2 separate regions of the Bombyx mori genome follow, and region 1 is linked to region 2. The links are chromatin contacts, called in public Hi-C maps. All regions are on one chromosome and are shown on one strand. Each heading gives the region's core, a stretch centred on a gene start, on an enhancer-like site or on the middle of the called end of the contact. The rest is flanking DNA. Distances are from core to core; before and after follow the strand shown. Region 1 has its middle 7.9 kb from the start of LOC134198818. Region 2 overlaps LOC134198819 (a long non-coding RNA gene).

Evidence for each region. A called contact is a pair of places that touch in the nucleus more often than the background predicts.
Region 1: a Hi-C map of midgut shows a contact between it and region 2, with 1.6 times the contacts expected there. The contact joins two enhancer-like sites. A contact is called at or near these places in 4 of 7 Hi-C or Micro-C datasets (middle silk gland, midgut, posterior silk gland and 1 more).

Annotation. Positions count from the first base shown.
Region 1 is chr4:14,894,269-14,901,606 of ASM3026992v2, reverse strand. No RefSeq gene overlaps it. Among protein-coding and RNA genes, the nearest start is that of LOC134198818, 7.9 kb to the right of the region's middle. Within about 2 kb of position 2,801, at least 8 of the 8 cell types and tissues checked have open chromatin away from gene starts, as enhancers often do.
Region 2 is chr4:14,857,001-14,864,421 of ASM3026992v2, reverse strand. The region is part of intron 1 of LOC134198819 (a long non-coding RNA gene); the gene reads right to left. Among protein-coding and RNA genes, the nearest start is that of LOC134198819, 5.8 kb to the right of the region's middle. Within about 2 kb of position 2,756, at least 3 of the 8 cell types and tissues checked have open chromatin away from gene starts, as enhancers often do.

The DNA of each region.
Region 1 (7,338 bases), core at 1,552-4,051, 37 kb before region 2:
TACATATTATATTAACACAATAGTTTTATAACTTGTATAACGATTCGAAATAAATTGTAGCCGGAATCGAAGATGGGTCAATGAGACTGTTGCAGGGCTGCATTCTTGATGCGTTCGACTTGATAACAATAATAATGAGATCATCACTAATGTACAAGTAAGTTGTGGTTATGTTTATACGGTTCGTCTGGTGTAAAATAGTTTCTGGAGGTATTGGTCTGGTGGACAAATTGAAGGCCGCCATTCACTTTCAGACAACATTATCAGAATACCCTCTGCCTCCAGTACAAACTAACGCAGTAAACCAATACTAATAGTATACTAATAGATCAATCAATCAATCAATCAATATATCTAATTAAACGCACAGTCTACATATTTATTTGACACTAGCTGAGTCCCGCGATGTTACGACAATAACCGCGGGTGACGCCGCGGGGCGAAGCTAGTCTAAAAAAAGTAGCCTAAGTTACTCCTTATATCATCATCAGAGAAAGTCCCGTCAAAATCGGTCCAGCCGTTTCAGAGATTAGCCGGAACAAGCAGACAGACAGACAAAAATTGTAAAAAAATTTATTTTGGTGTATGTACCGTATATACATTCATATGCATGTAGTATCTTACCCTCATTGACATCTTAAATCTTACACCAACTTGTCCTTAAAATTGTATTTATAAATAATTTCGCAACAAAAAACTACTTTTCTACAGCAAAATTAGAGTTACTTTAATATGTATTTTGTAATACAATAAGGATTTGGGATAAGTAAGTATTCGGTAAGTTTCTAATAAACATATTATGCACAACAGATAAATGAAAGCGGGACATTTTTGTTTTCGTTGGGGACAGCGGGACAATCCCGCCCAGAGCGAGACGTATGGTCAACTTAGTTATATCATAGTTACCGCCACACTGTCAATTACCAGCTTTCATGAGACATACTCGTAATTTTGCACTGGAAATAAACAAAATGATGTATCATTAACTTCATCTGTCGCGTCTGTAACGACCACAAACAGAATTCACTGTGCTCGCTCACCCCGAAGCATTGAAAACGTGTAAATAACAGACGCTAAAATGCAGGCACAATTACTTACCGAGCCGGTATCGATTTAAGCGAGAACAGTGGCAATCCGTCAAGAAATAGTTGTGAAACTCATTAAAACGTCGAACATTAACGAGGTGTTGGTGGCGGCCATTCATTATAACAACAATACCCTTATTTATGAGGACACGACGGAAACACCTGTCGAGAATGACATCAATGTCGAGTAGCCGAGAATCGGGAGCCAGAGGCGCGTTCGGACGGGTTCCGCCGCGGTGAAACTGGTTTGAATATTCATAGTGTACGAGAGGCAACGGCCTCTGCGTTATAACGATGACATAATACAATCGAATAACTTTATTGCGTTTCGTGTTTTATAGAGAAAAATCAAACAAACAAAACAGAGGTTTACATCCCTTTACCTACTTAACATTAAAAAGTTGTTTTCATTTTTGATGACTATACGAATTAATCTAATAAGAGTAAACTCCGCCAAATTTCTAACAAACACTTCCTTGGAGTTAAACACTAGCATGGATATTGTCAAAGTATAAACCATAGACACAGAAACAATGTTCCAAATGATTAGCTTTACACTAGATGCTACGCGATGTATGTTCACGAAAATCAACAAATATAATTACTTAATTATCGATAAATATGATCGTTATGTATATTCGTCCGTTTAGATATCAAACAATACTATTTAATTTGAGTATTTATATTGCTGCAAGTTCGGCTCAAATTACTCGAATAGGTTTCCTACAATCGATATCGTTGAGCCACAAATAGTTTTATGGACAAGTTATCGATTAGCTACGTGTGTGTGGGATTCGGTTTCACACTTACTAATTCACCGAGGCTGTAAAATTCTTAACGGTTAGTGCTTTTTTTAAATAACCATTGATTAGGTACGATAACGTTTATACATTGATCGGCGCTGTTTTTTTTTTATAATTTTTTAAATTTCAAATCGTTGCAATTTCTGGAAACAAACAATTTATAAGCGCATTTCAAGTACCTACATAGTAGGAAATTATTGTATTCGTCAAATATAAAAAACTGTTCCGCTGTACAATTTGACCGGTCAACCGTTCTCGACCTTCTATTCGGTTGTATTTCTTCTTCATTACTGAATACCCAAATAACGTTACTTTAATAATGAACGAAGCTTATACTACACATTTATAGTTAGACTCGTCTGCCCACATATTGTGTCATCGCCGTCCTCTACTCACGTCTGCCCGATAAACCATCTTGACGAATTGTACGTTTTTTTCACAATAACTAACTAAACTATTGACTCGATTATGATTAAAATCAAATTTAAATCTGGGGCGTCCCATTAAATCACTATAACGTAAAATAATTTATTCTCGCTCTCATTTTTATAAGTCTAAAGTGCTTAAAGTGTCTCATATGTGATTTTTATACACCCTAATTTACCGATACAATCGCCGTGGAGCCAACGGCAAAAACAAATTGTAGCTATTAACCAGTTAATTACAAGACTGTCGGTCAAACACGTTTACGTTCTTCGGTAAAATACCAAGAATGTCACACCAGAACGAAAATGACTTATACTCCACGGGCTCATTATAAAACAGGCCGTGTCCGACTCTGTTATAAATACCAAATTTTATTATTATAAACGAAAAACAAACAACGTAATGACGACAAGCATGTCATCTACAGGGCCTTAAATGCCACATCCACGGTGCGGTCTTGTTTCGTGTGCCCGGCCTCTAGACCGGTTCGCGCGCAAACTGAAGATGACTCACGCTCGCATGGCGCATGTGACATTGATCACGATCGAGCCTTGCAGTTATGTATTTAAGGTTCAAAATCGTATCAAATATACAAACATTGTAGTGAGTAACGAGCAAAACTAAATCTGGAATGGGTAAATTGAACAGGATCGCGTAATTACGTCGTGGTTTTTAATGTAATTTTGAGGAAACGGTTTGTCAAGTTGTCACTCTGTAGAATCGAGCACGTTTGTCCGAAATGCTTTTAATGATCATTGCTGTGAGTTTGATATGAATGTGAGATTATGGTGAATTATTTTTTGTTAACTTATAACAACAAAATGGACAAGATTTATTTTGCAGATGTAAATTGAGTGTCACAATAGAATGGCCGAGCAATATTATAGCATAGCTTAAAAGTAGTTGTTTAGGTATTTCTTAATTTTAACAGTTTTGGCTTATTTTTCATATTGATGTTTTAACCAACTCACAGTTCTCCTAGTGTTGAGGGGTTACCAGAGCCCATAGACGTCCCAACGTGAATACGGTCACCGTACCTTCAAGCCGAAACGCATTACTGCATCGCGAAAGAAATCGACAAAGTACTGCAAGTCCTAGTACGCCATACTTACTTTAGTTGCAATTGCTTACTTACTTTCATTATACTGGAAGACGTTTGCGAATATTTATGTACATATAAATTTGTGCTTTTGCTTGAAAAATACTACCAGCTTACGAGAATTTAATACCGATATAGTCCCTTCGTTTAGCATGCATGCTTTTTTTTATTCCTACCTATGCTGAAAGCTTGGAGAGGCTATTTCAGCTTCGCCCTAACATGTAGGTGAGCTCACGGGGCTCAAACCGGAGTGTTGCTAACACTGGCACTAGCAAGAGCAGTGCTTCGCAGAATCTACCAACGGATCGGAAACGCGACCCACTGAGAAGATCCGGCGAGAAACTCAGAGGGCTGTGTCTATGGGTTAATTCACTCGTCGAGCCCTTCGTCGCAAGCGACGGGTTCGACGAGGACGGTGACCGGTGCTTGTGGTACCTACCTAAAACACCAACATGAATGCACTTGACGACTTATTCTTTATGCTATGACTGCCACTTTGGCAACCAAGAAAAAGTAGTAATACACAGAACGAAACTAGTAATAAATAAAATTAAATATGTTTTATAACACGAAATGTATGAAATATTGGCTGTAATGCGGATCCAGAATACTTCTGAATTTAACTCAACAATTAAACTTGAAAATTTTTTTACAATACCATCTCGTGTTGCTTATAGTATAAATCTTACGCTACAGGAGTAAAAATTAATTTTAAAGTAAAGTTTTTTTTTTTTTATTTCAAACTACCTGACCCGGCAGACTTCGTAGTGCCTCAATCGATAAATAAAAGACGCATCAAGGGGACACACATCAAAGGAAAAACAAAATCGTTTGTTGTTATATAATTCCGAGCTTTTTTATATTTTCTCACCCTTTAAACATTCCATGTACTTCCACGAATAATTCAAGACCAAAATTAGCCAAATCGGTCGAGCCGTTCTCGAGTTTTAGCGAGACTAACGAACAGCAATTCATTTTTATTTATAGAGATTACCTAAAAATGTGATTTATATCATTTTTTAAATTCAATTGTTATGAACAAATAATGATTTGAGGAAATTTTCAAATTAAGCATCCGTTGAGTGCTGTTTCAAAACCGATTTTTGCTTCACGTTTATATTTATCAACCCAAAATAATAAACTATAATATATTCTTAATAGCGTACAATTAAAAGATCAACATATTATTATATGAGATTAAATTAATAGACCACTAACAATGATTTAACTGACCCAAATTTATAAGATCTCAATTTGTCACTAAAAGTAATAATTTACACTAATAGTGTTTAAAATTAAAATTTATGATGAGCTATTATTAGTCAGATAATTTTACGACCAAAACACTGATTAACATTAAACTTAAACTTCTGCTACAGACCGTCTTAATTTTCTTACTCGGAATTTGTTTGAGCTAGTTTATCTTGTAAATGTTGTCAGCCCGATTCAGATTTTAGCGGAGGTTAAAATCTGGAAATATTTTTTATCGACAAATAGACTGTATTTAACACAACATTGAAAATGTCCAAGAATAACACCGTCATCGTCCGCGACCAATAAAACTGTAATGTATTCGAAAATAATATATTATAATAATTAAAGGGACAATAAAAACGCTAGATTGAACCGTAAAAGTATTCTATATTTATGTCTACGACTCGCGAAATATGAAAAAAATACTTATGATCAGAATATTTGAAATCACACGAAGTGAAACGATAATTAAAATAATAACTCATAAACTTCATAATAATAACAAGTGCCTTTGTGCAGAAAAAAATATTTAAAAGTTCGAAAATGGCCATTTTAAACTTTTTTTTCTAACCTAAGCTGGTAGCCTTGAGAGGCTATGTCAGCGTAACCTAAGAAGTAGGCGAGCTCACGGGGCTCAAACCTGGGGGCGTTGCTAACACTAGCCCTAGCAAAAATGATGCAGAATCTACCACCGGATCGGAAACGCCACCCATTGAGAAGATCCGGCGAGAGCCGTTTTAAATCTATAGGCAAACATTTAATTACATTATGCATTTCTGTAAGTTTCATCACGAGACGCGAAAGACGAAAAACTTACTTAAATCTCTCGCCATTAGAATTAAATTCACTTGAACTTCTAAAAGCCGAACCGACAAAACTTATTTAACTTTCTTCTATGGACAGATTTACTGTTACTATAAAGCGGAGGTCAAGTTCAAAGGTCGAATACACTTGGATATTTTTCGAAGGAAGCCCGTTAATTGTTCCCGGACAGTTTGACAGCCGCGCGACGCGTGGGTGTTTCTGCCTACGTGCCGACTAATGACGCGTCGTGATGCTTAGATCCAATTTATTATTTTTTAAAGTATGTACCTATGTGTTAATTAATATGTGAAATACCGTAAGAAAAGAAAAAGGAATTTTAGTCGCTGTGTTGTGTTCTACCTATTATACTTACAACTCTAATAATATGTCTTTTAATATTATACTAGATGATGACCGAGCTTTGCTCTTTTTTTTTTGATAACGCCATATTGTTGTCTTTAAAGCAGTTAGTTGCCCTCAATTAAAAAAAAAAGTATTATTATTCGCCAATAGATGTCGGGAAGAGTTGATTATGGAAAACACGAATTAAACAACATTTTCTGAAAATAAATCGTAGCTAGATCGATTTATCGCCCCCAAAATCCCCTGTATACTAAATTTTATGAAAATCGTTGGAGCCGTTTCCGTGATTCAGATTATATATATATTTATATATAAGAATTGCTCGTTTAAAGGTATAAGATTATAATTTATATTATGTGGTAGATGCGGTCAACTGTACTCCTTCACTTCAGGAACACCTCCTGAAGTCTACCAGCCTCGGTAGCCATACAACATCATGTACAGAGTACAGGTTGTACGGTCTGCAGCCGTCGTCGACTATAAATAAGAAACTTTATCTTAATATTGAAAAGCTGGCAACACTGGAGAACACGTAATATAAAAAATATCCCGAAAGTAACGGTGGAGTTTTAAAATGTATACCTTAAATCCACTAAAAACGTTTACAAACTTCTAGTATAAGAAAATAAGTGACATTAGTTTATAATCTAAAATACTCGTTTCGTAATTTCTCGAACTAATTCTCGATTTTGTATGATTGCAATTTTATTATAAATTATCATTTTGTTTTTCGCTATATCGACCCCGTAGGTAGCGCTGAGTTTGTTCTAAGTATAAAGTCGATAAATCACCGCTTACATAGCACATTATCAGGTCGGACTTTGTAAACAAGAATTTTGCTTAGTTAATATATATTTTTATTTATTGCTTAGATGTGTGGACGAGCTCAAAGCACACCTGGTGTTAAATAGTTACTGGAGCCCATAGATATCTATAACGTAAATGGGACACGTTCCTTGAGATATAAGTTCTAAGGTCTCAGTATAGTTACAACGGCTGACCCACCCTTCAAACCGAAATGGATTACTGCTTCACGGCAGAAATAGGCGGGGTGATGGTACATACCCGTGCGGACTCACAAGAGGTCCTACAACAAAAATATGTCCTGCAATTTGACGCCAACGGGGCATCGATCGTAATTATTGAAAACTCCACTCCGGATACCACAATTGTTATAATTATTAGTTCACTACACTATTGCTCCATCCGCATATTAACGCTGGACTCAATGTCTCAAATAAGTCCAGGAAAGTTAGAGTCCGAAAGACCGTGATAATATAACCCGGCACAAGATTACAAGAATGCGAAATTATGACTAGAGAATTTATTACATAATTATTAATTTTAACACGGTAGCTAAAAGTTATATTTCATTGATTTAAGATTTATTCTGTATCGAAGTGGACCAATTAAACTAAAGACTACTGTTTAAAAACAGAATTTGTAACGACAATTACATATATCATTGTAAAATTATATAGTAATTTCTAATGTGTTATTTTGC
Region 2 (7,421 bases), core at 1,507-4,006:
TTAACGAATGCTCCTTCTACTATACTATTTCCCTACCTAAGCTGATAGCCTTTAGAGGCTATTTCAGCGTAACCTTAACTAGTACGTGAGCTCACGGGGCTCAAGCCGGAGTGATGCTAACACTGGCCCGAACAAGAGCAGTGCTTCGCAGAATCTACCACCGGATCGGAATCGCGACCCACTGAGAAGATCCGGCGAGAAACTCAGTGGGCACGAATGCTCGGAGACCAACCGAATATTCGAAACATTAGCAAGAATCAAGTTTCAGCGAATTTCTTTCATTCTCTTATTCCACCGCACATCCTTGTATTCGTATACAAAAAATATTACTCTACCTTCAGATTTTTTAAATTATAAATATTAAATAAGCATTTAAAATATTGGCGAGAAATTCCGTTAAAGAACAAAAATCACGTATCAATATCCTTTACCCTCTTTACGTTACGAAATAATTCGTTAGAATAGCGTGTCTTGGCTAAAAAACATAAATTTGTCGCTTATAAAATTTATTTTATTACACTAAATACGCTAAGTTATTATATATTACTAATATATTATTTATATTATGAAAATTAAGAATAAATACAGACACAAAGTGTACATGAAAAATGAACATGATCAAATCTAATAAAAAGATTCGGTTTAATGTAGGCTTCATCGGTTTTCTTTTTCTGTAATGATTTGGCATTTCGCGAAATACAAATACTTGCAAAAGAAAACAAGTTACATCGACCCGCGGCGGTAGGCACGCGAGGCTATTGAAATAAAAAAATATATTCAATATTCAAGGCAGAAGATGGTTGGGGTTTATCTAATCTAAAACCTGGGATTCTCTTATCGTCAAGAACCATAAGATACTGTTAGTTTTTTCTGCGTACCGAGAAACGTAAATGTCAAGTGATGATTGATAATCTACAAAATGGTTGTAAATGCGATATTAAAATTTCGACAAATCACAACTTAGTCGTTCGATCACGTACTAGATTGATATCGATACTATTGTACTGAAAACGTCGGAAATATTAAACGCTATTGATTAAAACGTAAAAATAATTTAAGTCGTGTCTGCGAACCGCGAAAAAGTATATAATTAAATCTCCCGTACAATTGCCGGACAGATCTCGAAGGCAAAGATAATATCTTAGACCATCTTCAAAGCCCAAGCTATATATATGTATATATTACGTTATGTTCGTTCGACTGAACAAGCTAAGCTAAGCATGTAGTCCTTATCTGATGTCTTTCAACTCGGAAGTGGTCCAAACAGAAAGGCAATTAATTGATAATGTAATTTAAAATCATAATTTCCTTTAATTTTACAACATTATTATTGATATATGATTTGCAGTAAAGAGTAAAGGTAATTGTATCGAATAAATTTTATAGGCATTACGTCGTACATTTTTACATTTCCGCCAAGTTTAATTTGAAATATTTATGTATCGGGCACATAGTGAAGAGATTGGCCGTTTTATGAACTATAAAATAAGTATGATACGGCTATCGGAATCAAGATTAATGATTTAAGCTAAGCTAAGTTCTTGATGAAGCTTAGAGATTTAGTAGTAACATTTTGACGATTAAACTAATTTTCTTATATTCGTATCATGGATATATAAACGTATCTATGATATTATGACGTTCAAATATGACATTATCCACAAGTTAAAAAAAAACGATTTCTCGCAAGAGGCATCCAGTACTGAGATCCGTTTGTCTAACTATTGCTAAAAACCTATTTCGAATTCACACTTTCGAATATAAAAAAAAACCACAGATATACATATTACAGTAATGGAATTTCAACAATAAAATAAATGATCCAGTTTGATACATTCGTGTTTCGATCTGATGCGAGTGACTAGGCTCGTAACGCCCCTTATTGTTCTCGTGATTAGAAAGCCGCTGCCGTGGTGAGTACAGCACGTAACGTTTATCGAAATCAATTAGCGCGTTACAATGCTGTTTCTGCTTTCTATGTATGAATATAAACGCGTTTACGCTTAAACGTTTTTCAAAACCGAACATTCCATATTTTTAGCCTATTTTTTTTTAAGTTAGGCTTGAAAAAACACCTTGAAGTTGTGGAAGTTGTGGAAATTATAAATTATTAATTTTTTCACTCAATCAAAGAAGGCACGTTAGAAGTTATTCATTAATTTAATTATTCACCAAAACAATCACAAAATTTATTAATTTATAATTTAACTCATATTGTATATATGCTCCATGAAATTAATTATGCATAATGATAGGTTAAATGGCGCGCATAAGTTCGTGACACTCTTAAAAAACATTAAAATTCCTTAATTCACTAAAACATCAAAATAAAATTTTAAGTCCGAAACCGAAATACTTACATACCTACATTCAATAATTCATGTTATAAGATGACAATCTGTCCATAAAAAAAAGGCAGAACAAAAAATACATAATCATCGCCGACGAGTGGTCAATTCTACATCCGCCGAAGAACCATCAGCATCACACAAACCGCTATCACCGGGACAAAAGGGCCGAAAGAGTCACTTTACACACAGCCAGAAGACAGTGTCATTACAGACCGGCAAATCAAATCTGGTCCTTCGTGTCTCTAAAACACTAACCATTTTAGATACTTAGTCGGTTTTCAAAGTTCTCATTAAGTTGGTCGACAATGGATCTCGAGCGTTTGCGGTGGCGTAGTTTCTCCCAATTACACCGTCTCTAGCCAGCGATTGGCTCGACGAGGAATCCGGCCTGTCGTGACTGTGATGAAAAAAAAACTGACGCAAATTGCCGATACGCCTCGTGCACACAATTTCATGGTCCGAGTTCTCGAACAGACTAGATTCGTCATATCTCTAACAATGTGAACGCAATTGTGATACATCATTAAAATAAATATTGTTCGCTCCAATTATTCTTTGGTTTTATTAGGAAAGCTAGATCCCCGAGGGTCTCTGCAAGTGGATCGCTAGCTTTTTGGGTGGGCGGAGCATCACGGTCGTTGTAGACGGTGACTGTTCTGATACCATGACCATTAACGCTGGCGTTCCACAAGGTTCGGTGCTCTCCCCCACGCTTTTCATCCTGTATATCAATGACATGCTGTCTATTGATGGCATGCATTGCTATGCGGATGACAGCACGGGGGATGCGCGATATATCGGCCATCAGAGTCTCTCTCGGAGCGTGGTGCAAGAGAGACGATCAAAACTTGTGTCTGAAGTGGAGAACTCTCTGGGGCGAGTCTCCGAATGGGGTGAATTGAACTTGGTTCAATTCAACCCGATAAAGACACAAGTTTGCGCGTTCACTGCGAAGAAGGACCCCTTTGTCATGGCGCCGCAATTCCAAGGAGTATCCCTGCAACCTTCCGAGAGTATCGGGATACTTGGGGTCGACATTTCGAGCGATGTCCAGTTTCGGAGTCATTTGGAAGGCAAAGCCAAGTTGGCGTCCAAAATGCTGGGAGTCCTCAACAGAGCGAAGCGGTACTTCACGCCTGGACAAAGACTTTTGCTTTATAAAGCACAAGTCCGGCCTCGCATGGAGTACTGCTCCCATCTCTGGGCTGGGGCTCCCAAATACCAGCTTCTTCCATTTGACTCCATACAGAGGAGGGCCGTTCGGATTGTCGATAATCCCATTCTCTCGGATCGTTTGGAGCCTCTGGGTCTGCGGAGGGACTTCGGTTCCCTCTGTATTTTGTACCGTATGTTCCATGGGGAGTGCTCTGAGGAATTGTTCGAGATGATACCAGCATCTCGTTTTTACCATCGCACCGCCCGCCACCGGAGTAGAGTTCATCCATACTACCTGGAGCCACTGCGATCATCCACAGTGCGTTTCCAGAGGTCTTTTTTGCCACGTACCATCCGGCTATGGAATGAGCTCCCCTCCACGGTGTTTCCCGAGCGCTATGACATGTCCTTCTTCAAACGAGGCTTGTGGAGAGTATTAAGCGGTAGGCAGCGGCTTGGCTCTGCCCCTGGCATTGCTGAAGTCCATGGGCGACGGTAACCACTCACCATCAGGTGGGCCGTATGCCCGTCTGCCTACAAAGGCAATAAAAAAAAAAAAAAAAAAAGATGAAACAAAAACCGTACTTAAAATTTGACATGATAATTTGATGTTTCTTCAAAGTAAAATGGACGTTAATTCAATAGCCTTCATTTTGGTGAATACTCATCAGCTATCACAGTATCCAGGCCTAATTACCAAAATTTTAATACAAACACAACATTGATGCAGTGATTGTGTTTCTAAATCAAGCAACAAACTTTGTAAAATATATAAACAGAATAGTCCTTCGCGTTCAGAGTCCGCCCGCCTCATTGTGCCACAGATTAAATTAATTAATAGCGCAAAAATAAAACGCAACGACTTTTAAACGCTACATAAGAAAAAACACCAGTTACGTTCGCGGTTTGTATTCGATTGTTTTAATTGGATTTTTTGTCGGCATCTATCAATTGTGATGTGACTTTGTTTATTGTCACTGACTGAGTTCTTGACAAATAAGCGCGAAGAGATAACAGGAGCAGCTGTTAGCAAAATTTCTTCTGTAATCTGTGGATAGATTTTTTTTCCTTGTGATTATCTGTTCCCTTCACAACTCTGTCACTTCTGTGACTTTTTGGCGGGAACGCGAGGAGTGAAGTTGTGTGATTTGTTTTATTTTGTCTATTTAGTGTTTCTTCAGGTTTAAATGTGTAATAATGGTGGTTTATTAACTGTTTAATATCTGTGAAAGTGCACAAATGTGGGAAAATGAAACAAAGCTGCTTGACGTAACTTCTCGGGTTCCTCCAAAAAGTCCACTGAAAAAATCTCAGTAAATGACCACCATTTTACTGCGATTATATTTCATCCCATATCATTTCATTTCATTAAATTTCATCTCAGTTGATTAATGTCTCAAATTAATCATTTTCATTTCATTTCACTCCATATTATCATTTTTCATAAAATTAAGAATATAAAGTAAAATAAGACATGACTTAAAGGTCTTAGTTACCAGGTCATAAAATCTCTTAAAAAAAAAAAATGTCACTTCTGTCAGTGTCATGTAGGACAGATTATTATTATTACAAACAACGCTCTTATTTTGTTTATTGCTATTAAAATTTGTATTTTTATCAGCATACGTTGGCAGACGATCAAGCAATTAGTAATAAAAGTCAAACACGAGCCAGTCCTAATATTAAGCATTATTCAGATTTCAACATACTTGTTGTTCCGACAATAGCGATGTGCATTTGGCGTTATGCAAGTGTCTACACCAAAAATAAACAGAAATCTGTTTGAATTAACTTATGCGTTTATTGTTCTCAATACTGCTAAAAGAGTATTCAACGACTCGAATAGATATTCGGTAGCTTCGCATAGTTCGAGTTATCTGTGTTGGTTCCGTTATGAAGAGACGATGCGTGACGATACCAGACTAAAAAGCAGCGCGGATACCGCGATCCGATCTGCTAGTCGAATTACGATTTATTTATATATTTCATACTAAATTCTATGAATCATTCGATTAATTTTTTAAAAGCTATTTAAATACTCACGGAAAAAATACTTTTTAAATCCCATTGAAAAATATTGCAACGGAATCCCAATTTAACGTTCTTAAACATGAATTCGTTTCTCTTCTGTCTACACTTACTCTATAGTCACAAACATTAATATTCGTAAGTGCGGTTCAGTTAATTACTTTTAAAACGACTAAACAAGTACCTATTTCTATCTGTGTAATATTTTCTAGAAAGTATAAATAACACATTAAAATAATGACAAAGCAACAGCGAACATTTATGTAACAAGCAATCCTGCCGTACGTGTTGTTTTATTGCTCTTATGACAGTATAGACACTTGATTTTCCAGCTTTCACGTGGGAATACGAAATGATACGGTAATTTGTTGCCGTGTGAAGTTGTTGGCGTCGGTGTTTGTATAAATGTAATTTTTAAAACTACTTTATTTCGGTGAAGACAATAGGTTCTATTATTTTTATAAATACGGTAATTTATTTGAGGGAATTTTGTTTTTTTTTTTTATTTAATATATTTTTTTTTTTTTAATTTAATTCACTGTCAATTTAATTTATGAAATCAACTCGTTTGTTAAAAAACATCAAGCTGTCATTACATGCAATATTTCGCCAGAAACCTTTTATTAATCGCCCAACAACCTATATTAAGTTTCATCACATCGAAAAAACGACTTAGAAACACGAATGTTTAAGCAAGTTACTACGTACAACTTAATATGTAGTAAGTTGCTTAAATAAAAATATAGTTTAACAACTATACACGTATGAGAACGTGCATGAAAAGCTGCACTCAACAAAGAGCGTATTTTTTATCCTGTTGACAGATGACAGGACATTAGACTAATGTAATAAATTATTGTTATGTCATCGGTCCTTGTTAGGTGTACAAAATTTCAAGTTAATCACACGCCTTAACGCAAGTGAAAATTACATTAAATGATTCCATTCCATTTCATCCAGAAACATTTCAAACTAATAAAGACATATTTAAATAGTAAGTACCTCATGTATAGTACTTTTTTATGATTACGCTTATAAAAAAACACAAGCTCAGAAATTCTCACTCATATGTAATGTTTTTTAAATAATTCTTCTTCGGATTATTTCTCTTCCTTGTATCTTTACAAGTATGGTGTTCCAATTAATTTAAATTATCACTGCCTGTTCGAAACGTTCGTCTTCGACCTCTTTCCTCAAACTTCGAATCCTAAAAACCTTAAACCATAGAGTTAGCTTATTAACTCCATGCCTTAAACTAATTCATATATATTTTTTTTCAAAGGAATACCACACCTCAGCCATTTACCTTAAGGTTGGCGACAGATTGCAAAACAATTAGAAAAAAAAACACATCTTTCCAACAACAATATAAAAATAAATTTCCAAAATATTAGGAATAGGAAACGGAATGACGTCATTTAAAATTAGCTCATCAACTAAATGTTTATTGCAGCCAATGCGATACATTTGAGTCGACTTAAGGCGAAGCTCATTACCTTGACAGGAAACGTAAACGAAGTCAATGACTCAGTGATAGGTTTTAACATTTGCAATTTATCATTTAATAGCAAACAAAAACAGTGACAATATTTGAATTGACGAAGCCATAAAGAACGAAGCATGTAATAATGGCCGGCGACAAAACCGTCATCGCGGCCGTAAAAACCCACTTAAGCCTCATATAATAACGTGTGTCAATAAACAAATAACATTACATGAAAAATTTGCATTAGTTTTATGACGAAAATAAGATGAGAGTGTTCCGAAATGTATGTAGATTGTGTCATCGCAGAGAATAGAGATGAGCGTACAGCCGAAAGGATACTAAATGTAATATTCCAATTGATAATTAAATTAAATTTAACAATAACCACTGAACATCGTTTT